2 separate regions of the Anas platyrhynchos genome follow, and region 1 is linked to region 2. A link is a contact called in public Hi-C data. All regions are on one chromosome and are shown on one strand. Each heading gives the region's core, a stretch centred on a gene start, on an enhancer-like site or on the middle of the called end of the contact. The rest is flanking DNA. Distances are from core to core; before and after follow the strand shown. Region 1 holds the start of FADS6 (fatty acid desaturase 6). Region 2 overlaps HID1 (HID1 domain containing).

Region 1 (3,553 bases), core at 834-3,333, 53 kb after region 2:
TTTTGGGGTACCCACGGGGGGCTGGTGCCCACCCAACCCAAGTAACAACCAGCCCAGCCTCAGCTGAGCATCCTTGGCACAGGGCTGAGCCCCGCTTGGTGCTCTGCTTCCCCTTGGGCTCGCGGGGCTCCAGCCTGCTCCGTGCTGTGGTTTATACAGGCACATCTCCAGCAGCGACCAGAAGCCTCATTTTGGGTATTTCTGTCTCCTTCTGTTCCCCTTTCTGCTCCTGGGGAAGCTCGGCTGGGGATGGTGCAGCAGGGACATCTCTGCCCTGGGTTGTCTCCCTCCCCTGGCTGTTTGGGGACCCAAAAGCTGACCCGTGAGTGCTACAGGCCTCCTACTCCTCCTGTGGGAGGCTCAGGAGCATAGGGAAGGGTTTTCCAACCTGCTTTTTTGTGTGCCCCACACTGACATTGGGAAGTTGTCTCTGGGTGTCCTCTCCCACAGGCTCTCCTTGCGGCTGCTGCTCCCCTGCGAGCATCACCCTGGGCACAACGCCCACCTCGGCTGCAGCTTCAAGCAAAACCAGAAGGAAACCGTCCCCCAGGGTCTAAACTTTGCCTTTCCTGCATTTTTCCCAACCCACTGCTTGTTCTCCCACGCAGACGTGGCCCCTGGTCCCAGGACCATGCACACGGGCACGCTCCCCCTGGCTGCGGTGGGATCCTCTTGACTCATTTGGGGCTTGGACACGAGGCTGAGCCGCTCTGCTGCCTCCTCCTCCTCCGTCTCCTCCTGCCCCATTGCCACAGAACCCGTTCTGCCCCGTCCTGAGCTTGTGCCTTGTGCAATCACCTGTGGCTGTGCCGAGCAGCAGCAGGACAAGCTCAGATTGGGGCTCATCACCTCGCTGCCACCACCCCTGGTGGTGTCACTGCAGGGGTCCCTCTGTTAATGAAGGCATCCCATAATGAGCAGACCCCGCAGTGTCCCCCAGCACCACCTTCGTGCGCTCGCCCCTGGCTCAGCACCACCCGTGGGTGCTCTCCTTTGCCCTGGGCTTCCCTCCTTAACGAGCTGGCGATGACAAACGAGCTGTGTATTGGAATTGCTGAACTTGGCCGCTGCAGCCAGGCCTTCAGCTTGCTGCGGCTCCAAATATTTCTCTTGATTAATGCCCGTGGCTCTGGAATTGATCCATCATAACACGAGCTGCTGGAATGGAAGAGAACACCCTGCAGCCGTGTAACACCCCCTCACTCTGCCCTTGGCAGCAGGTGCGATTTAATTTATTTGTTTTTTAATTTATTTATTTTTTAATTTATTTATTGCTTTTCCAGGGTGTGACGAGAGTCCCCTGGGGTTCAGGGACTGGCACAGTGCTGGGGTGAGGTTTGCCTCCCAGTCGCTGCAGGGATTTGCTGCTCCAGGAGGTCCTGAGCCCGTCCCGATTCGGGTCTGGGGATCCCCAGCATGGGGTGCAGCAAAAACCAGCCTGGCGTGTGGAGTTGCTGGGGGTCGGTGTTAGCTGAGGTTTGGTGAATCAGGTGAATCAGTGCCTTTTGGTTGAGCTGATTCAGGTTTGGGTTAGGAAAAGTAACCAAAAAAAAAAGGAGAAATCCGGTGCCTGGTGGGGAAGTGTTGCTTGTAGAGCCTTCTGCTATAAAGGCAGGGGACCCGAAAGCTCTCGGTCCTGTGCTGTTCCTGCTCGATTAACCAGGAGGCAGAGATGGTAACGAGAGGGAATTCTTACAAAAAAAAATCTTGCAAAACTCACAACAGCGTAGGAGAGGAGGCGCAAAGTGGGGCCAGGGCTCAGCCCCGCAGGTGCGCTCCCTCTTTCACCATCCCACAGCCTGCCCTTGGAGCTGTCCCAGGCGGGTTGGGCTGCACGGCTCCTGCCCTCCGGAGGAAATAAAACCCTACCCCAGCCCTACAACCCCTACCCCAGCCCTACAACCCCTATCCCAGCCCTACAACCCCTACCCCACATCCTCCTCCTGACCTCCTCGGGGCTGCTCCTGCCTCCCGGCTCCCCTCCCTCCAGCCTCCCCGCTGCCTCCCCATCCTTCCCCTCCCGTCTCGTTCCCTCCTCCCTCTCCCGGTGCCCTCGGTGCTCCCGAATAGGGGATCGGGGGCGGATTTCTGCGGCTGCTCATCTGCATCCGGCCTCCTCCTCTCCTCCCTTCCCCGAGCCGCCGCCGCCGCCCGGCACCGGGGCGCAGCGCGGGGGGGAGCCGTGAGTACGGGGCTGCGCCTCTGCTCCCCCGAGGGGCTTTTTGCTTTTCTTTCTTTTATTTATTTGTATTATTATCGTGGCTTTCTGCTCTTCCCCACCCCCCCCTCCCGCCCTTCCCGTGTCCTTCAGCCGGGGCTGCGGAGCCCGGCCTCGGCGCTGGAGGCTGGGGGTGAGGGGGGGGACGCGGAGGGGACGAGGCCACCGTCGAGGCTCTGAAGGCTTCGGGCTGGGCTCCAGGTGCTTTCCTGCCCCCTCCCGGGTGTTAATTCCTCGCCTCGGGTGCTGTCAGGGTGTGCGTTGCCTGTACTTGGCAGGGCGATGCCGCTGGGGGACGGGGAGGTGGCGAGGCGGAGGAGACAGCACAACAGCGGTGCCACCAGCCTCGGGGGGACACGGGGGGAGCCCCACGAGGATGGGACAGCTCCTGGTGGCAGCGGGATGGAGGTGACAGCAGAGGAACCCCAGCTGGGACCAGCCCTGGGTGATGGGGACGCGGCCGCCGGATGGGGAGAAGATGCTGGAGGGGGGCTGCAGCCGGCAGGGATGGAGCCGGAGCAGTTTGGGGTGCTGGGGGGCGAGGAGTCCCTCATGGCCGAGCTCTCGGAGCGGGTGCAGAAGGTGGTGAAGAGCAGCAGCTGGTGGGAGCGGCACGGCGTGGACGCCTCCATCCTCGCCTGCAGCCTCCTCGCGCTCCCAGCAGGTAGGAGCCCCCCCGAGCCTGGGGGTCCTGGGGGTGTGGGGGTCCCGCTGCCTCCTCGCTGCTGTTATGTCGGAGGTGTGTAGGGCAGGGGACTTTGCTGAAAGCCTATTAGCAGCTGTTAAGCTGTAACAAAGCTGCGATAAACCCTTTACCCTGTGTGGTGTGACGAGGTGGGATGTGGGGTTGGGGGTGCCTGAGGGTGCCCAGCAGCCGGGCAGGGAAATCCACGGGGTTGGGGTGAGGGTGCCCTGAGGGTGGTGGTGGGCGCAGAGGAGTGCTCAGTGTTACCTGTGGGTAGCAGGTCTGACCCACGAGATGCAGAGACCCATGGGTCTCGGGGGGAGTTTGTTTTCCTTCTCGTGCCTGTCCTGGGGTTTGGCTGGCTCATGCCCAAAGCTGGGTCTGGGTGCTGCAGGTTCCTGGCTGGACCTTACTGGGATGGGGCTGGGCGGGGTGCGCGCACCCCATGCCATTGGGGCTGGAAGTGGCCAAACCTGCAGCCTGGCTGCCAAGGGCGGCGTGGAGTCAGCAATACTGGCTCGGGCAGTTTAAATACCTGTAATTACGTCTGAAAAACAGGCCCAGGGCAGCCGTCAGCACATTTTGGAGCAGCAACGGGAGGAGGAAGGCGAGGAGTGCTGCAGCATGTGCTGGTGGCTGAGCCCTGGTCC
Region 2 (3,293 bases), core at 731-3,230:
AGAGTGAGGTCCCTTAGCCTGCTGGGAGTTCTTAATTCTTCTTGCTCAAAAATTAATGTTTTGTTTTAAAACCACAAGTCAGGAGTGGTCATTCTGCTTACCTAATGGGAAACTAGCAAGTGGTGGATGACAGATCCTACAGCAGCCTTTGTGGGTGTGTTTTATATTTTATGTTAGATGACAGTTTCGTTCTGTTTCCTGCTACCTTAGAGATGATGGGAATTCTGGTCTTTTGGCTGTCCTACTGTAAGCCTGTTTCTCCTCAAGTGGAATGCCTCTGGCTCTCTTTGTGTGCTTTTTGTTGAAGATGGAGAAATGTTGAATCTTGACTAACAAACTTCTCTTCCAAAACAGGTGGTAATATATGGCTTAAAGTGTCCTATTATTTCTCACTTGTTTCAATGTCATTCTCTAAGCCAATTCTTGTCAACCTTCCCTCCTGGGAAGAATTTCGCTGATTTTCCTTACTGCATTGTGATGGATAAAAGAGTACAGAACTCTGCTCTTTCTTCCTTGTGCCATTGCTTGTAACAGGTGGGGGCATGGTTCTCTGAGCTTGCAGGGACTCCACAATCATGCTTCAAGTTTCCAGCGAGCTAGACTGCATTGGCAAAGTCTTCCTCCTCTACTCATTTTGTTGCTGTGATTCCCAGGGAACTCAAATTTGGTCTACGCCGTTATCCGCAAGCGGAACGTGTTTCACCAGCTGGCCAACTTACCCACGGACTCGCAGTCCATCCAGAAAGGTTTGCAGCGCAAGAAGAAAACTCCCGAGCCCATTTCTCGCACCAACTCCCAGGATGGAGCCTCCATGGAGGGGTCGCGTCCTGCTGCCCCTGCTGAACCGGGGACACTGAAGACGAGTTTGGTGGCTACTCCAGGTCAGCTTTAGTTTATCTTTGGAACAGGAGAGTGGTTTGTTTTCACTGTGAGGTACAGCGTGGACTCACCCTTTCACTGGGCGTGGGAGAGATTAAGAGTTTACGTCTGTGAATGACTTACTGCCTTGCAGTCTCAGCTTTAGATCAGTTTGCCCAAGCTGTGAGCAGGTCAAAGTAAAGTGAAGTCTCAGACCTAGTGTCTACATGACCTTTTGTCTCAATCTTGACTTCTTGACTCAGTTTAACTACATCCATGTGAGCTCTGTGTCTGTGTTGCAAGAAGGAGCATTTTCCAGAGACAAATGAACTCCTTTAAGGTGATGAGATCAAAGCTAGATCTCGCTGCTCCTATTGAAAGGAGAGCGCTTCAGATGTCAGCAGATGCTTAGTGTCTGTGCCTGGTAAGGCAGAGAAGAACATCCTGTTTTTAAGCTTCTAATTCACTGCTTCTGAGCTTTTTGTGTTTTGAACACAGGAATTGACAAGCTCACAGAGAAGTCACAGGTATCAGAGGATGGGACCATGCGTTCACTGGAGCCTGAGTCTTCACAACCTCCACCAGAGGGTAACCTGCCCTCAGCTGTGAGTGATGGGGAGCCCTGGAGTGGGGTAAGGACAGGCATTGGTGCGTAGGGAAGATCTAGAGCTTGTTGTGAAATGAACTAAAATGTGGGACTTCAGATAAAGAGGTCTAGTTGGCCCCCTGAAGAAAGGCATCACATTAGAAGCAATATGCATAGTGTTATTACATGAGCTGTGCTGCAAAACACCATTATTCATGAGTACTGTTGCATCACCTTGGTTGTTCCGTGTTCGTGCTAGTGCCACACGAGCTAGGACACTAGAGGAGCTTTCTCTAACTTGAAGCTCCTGACGGAGCAGTAAGTGTGTAAATGAAAAGGGATGCATTCCTGATTCAGAGGCTTTCAGCTCAGGTTCTGACTGCTGCTCCTCTTCTGTCTCTGTCCTTTCTGGAATGCAGAGCTCTGCCAGCATACTCTGGCTTGCTGCTGTTGTGAAAAGTGTGTTCCCGTGAGGGCTTGCTTGGGACGCTGCCTTCAGAGTGGCAGTTGTTCAGCCACGCAGATGAGACAGAGGCTTTGCGGTTTGTGAGTCAGGGCTGTGCTGCTCTTTTAGGCTCTGCTGGTGGTGTCAGCCTTCTGGCATCTACTGACTTTCCCCATCAAGAGCTATAAAATGGCTGCTTTCCAATTTCAGCGGAGCAGGAGTCTTCTGATGCTCGCCATTAACTCCTCAGATAGTGACCTTTCCAGTCTGCTTTCAAAACCCTCCCGGCTGTCTTGTAGGAAGCATCTTAGGAAGGCTGCCCTGCGCATTCTGTGCTTCTTCAGCAAGGCCACGTTTATGCACCTAGTGCTGCCTTGTGTTCTGCGTAAGCATTTACTGTCCCCTGAGCCATTTGCTTGCAGTGAGAACGCTGCATCCATCCACACAAGGGTGCGTGGCTGCCCCAGGGTGAAAGGCATTACTCTTTCCCAGTTTTTCCTCTCTTAATTTTCTGTGGAATGGCTTAATTCTTGACCAGCTCTCACCAGGTGTAAAGCCAACTGTGCAGGAGGTAACGAGTTGAGGTGAGGCGATGTATTTTATTGTGGGCTTCTATGGCTCGTGGAGATGTTACAAGAATCTTTAGGTCTGTTTTTCTCTTGACATGCTTTTGGCTGTGACAGTGCTGCAGAACTGAGGTACAAGTAGGGGATATTTGAAAGGACATCTCAATCTAGCAGAGCAGGCTGGAGACTCCTCTATTTTACCCTTCCATTCTGAACCTCTCTGTTGCTTCTGCTTGTGTGTGTGTGTGCACGTGGGGTGTTTAGTCTTGGACAGACATTGCCCGTTAGCCAGCTCTACCTGGCTGCAGCAGTGCTGCTTGCATGGCTGAACATTTGGCATGGGGCCAGAAGGCAGACAGGAGGTGAAGGGCAGTAAAGCACCGGGTGTGGGATTTGCTATGGGGATAATCATCACTGCAACTGCATTGTGCTTCAGGTCGCACGCACCAGTCTCCAGGGGTTGTGGTGTTTCAGGCTGTCTGAACATTGTCTTCTTTCTGGGCTCCATCCTGATTCCGACCTGCTGAGTTAAGATAAACTAAGAGACAAGGGATAAATGTTAGGATCCCCCACCCTTACGAGTGATTTATGTTCTTTCATTTATCTGTTGCAATGTTCTTCCCTTATCAGCCATAAACATTTCAAAAGTGTCTCGTGAAACGTTTAACACCCCTCACATTTCAGTGTAATTCCATCTCACATCTCCTAAATATGTCAGCTGGCTGCCAGCCCTCGGATGACAGCTGAAAGGGGGCAAGGGCTGTGGGAGACAGAGGAGGGAAGAGGAAGAGAGGGTAAGGTCATCTGAACGAGATCAAAGGGGTTTTGTTTTTATGAA

What was found. A called contact is a pair of places that touch in the nucleus more often than the background predicts.
Region 1: a contact with region 2 is called in a Hi-C map of skeletal muscle, with 4 times the contacts expected there. The contact joins the promoter of FADS6 here to the enhancer-like site in region 2. A contact is called at or near these places in 2 of 8 Hi-C or Micro-C datasets (liver and skeletal muscle).

The regions. Positions count from the first base shown.
Region 1 is chr19:9,517,564-9,521,116 of IASCAAS_PekinDuck_T2T, forward strand. It overlaps FADS6 (fatty acid desaturase 6), which reads left to right and starts at 2,084. Exons shown (of 6, transcript XM_072025635.1): 1 at 2,084-2,882. The coding sequence starts at 2,501.
Region 2 is chr19:9,464,516-9,467,808 of IASCAAS_PekinDuck_T2T, forward strand. HID1 (HID1 domain containing) reads left to right here. Exons shown (of 19, transcript XM_038165304.2): 14 at 654-881; 15 at 1,357-1,463. Among named protein-coding and RNA genes, the nearest start is that of OTOP3, 16 kb to the right of the region's middle. Within about 2 kb of position 1,981, at least 2 of the 8 cell types and tissues checked have an H3K27ac peak or open chromatin away from gene starts, as enhancers often do.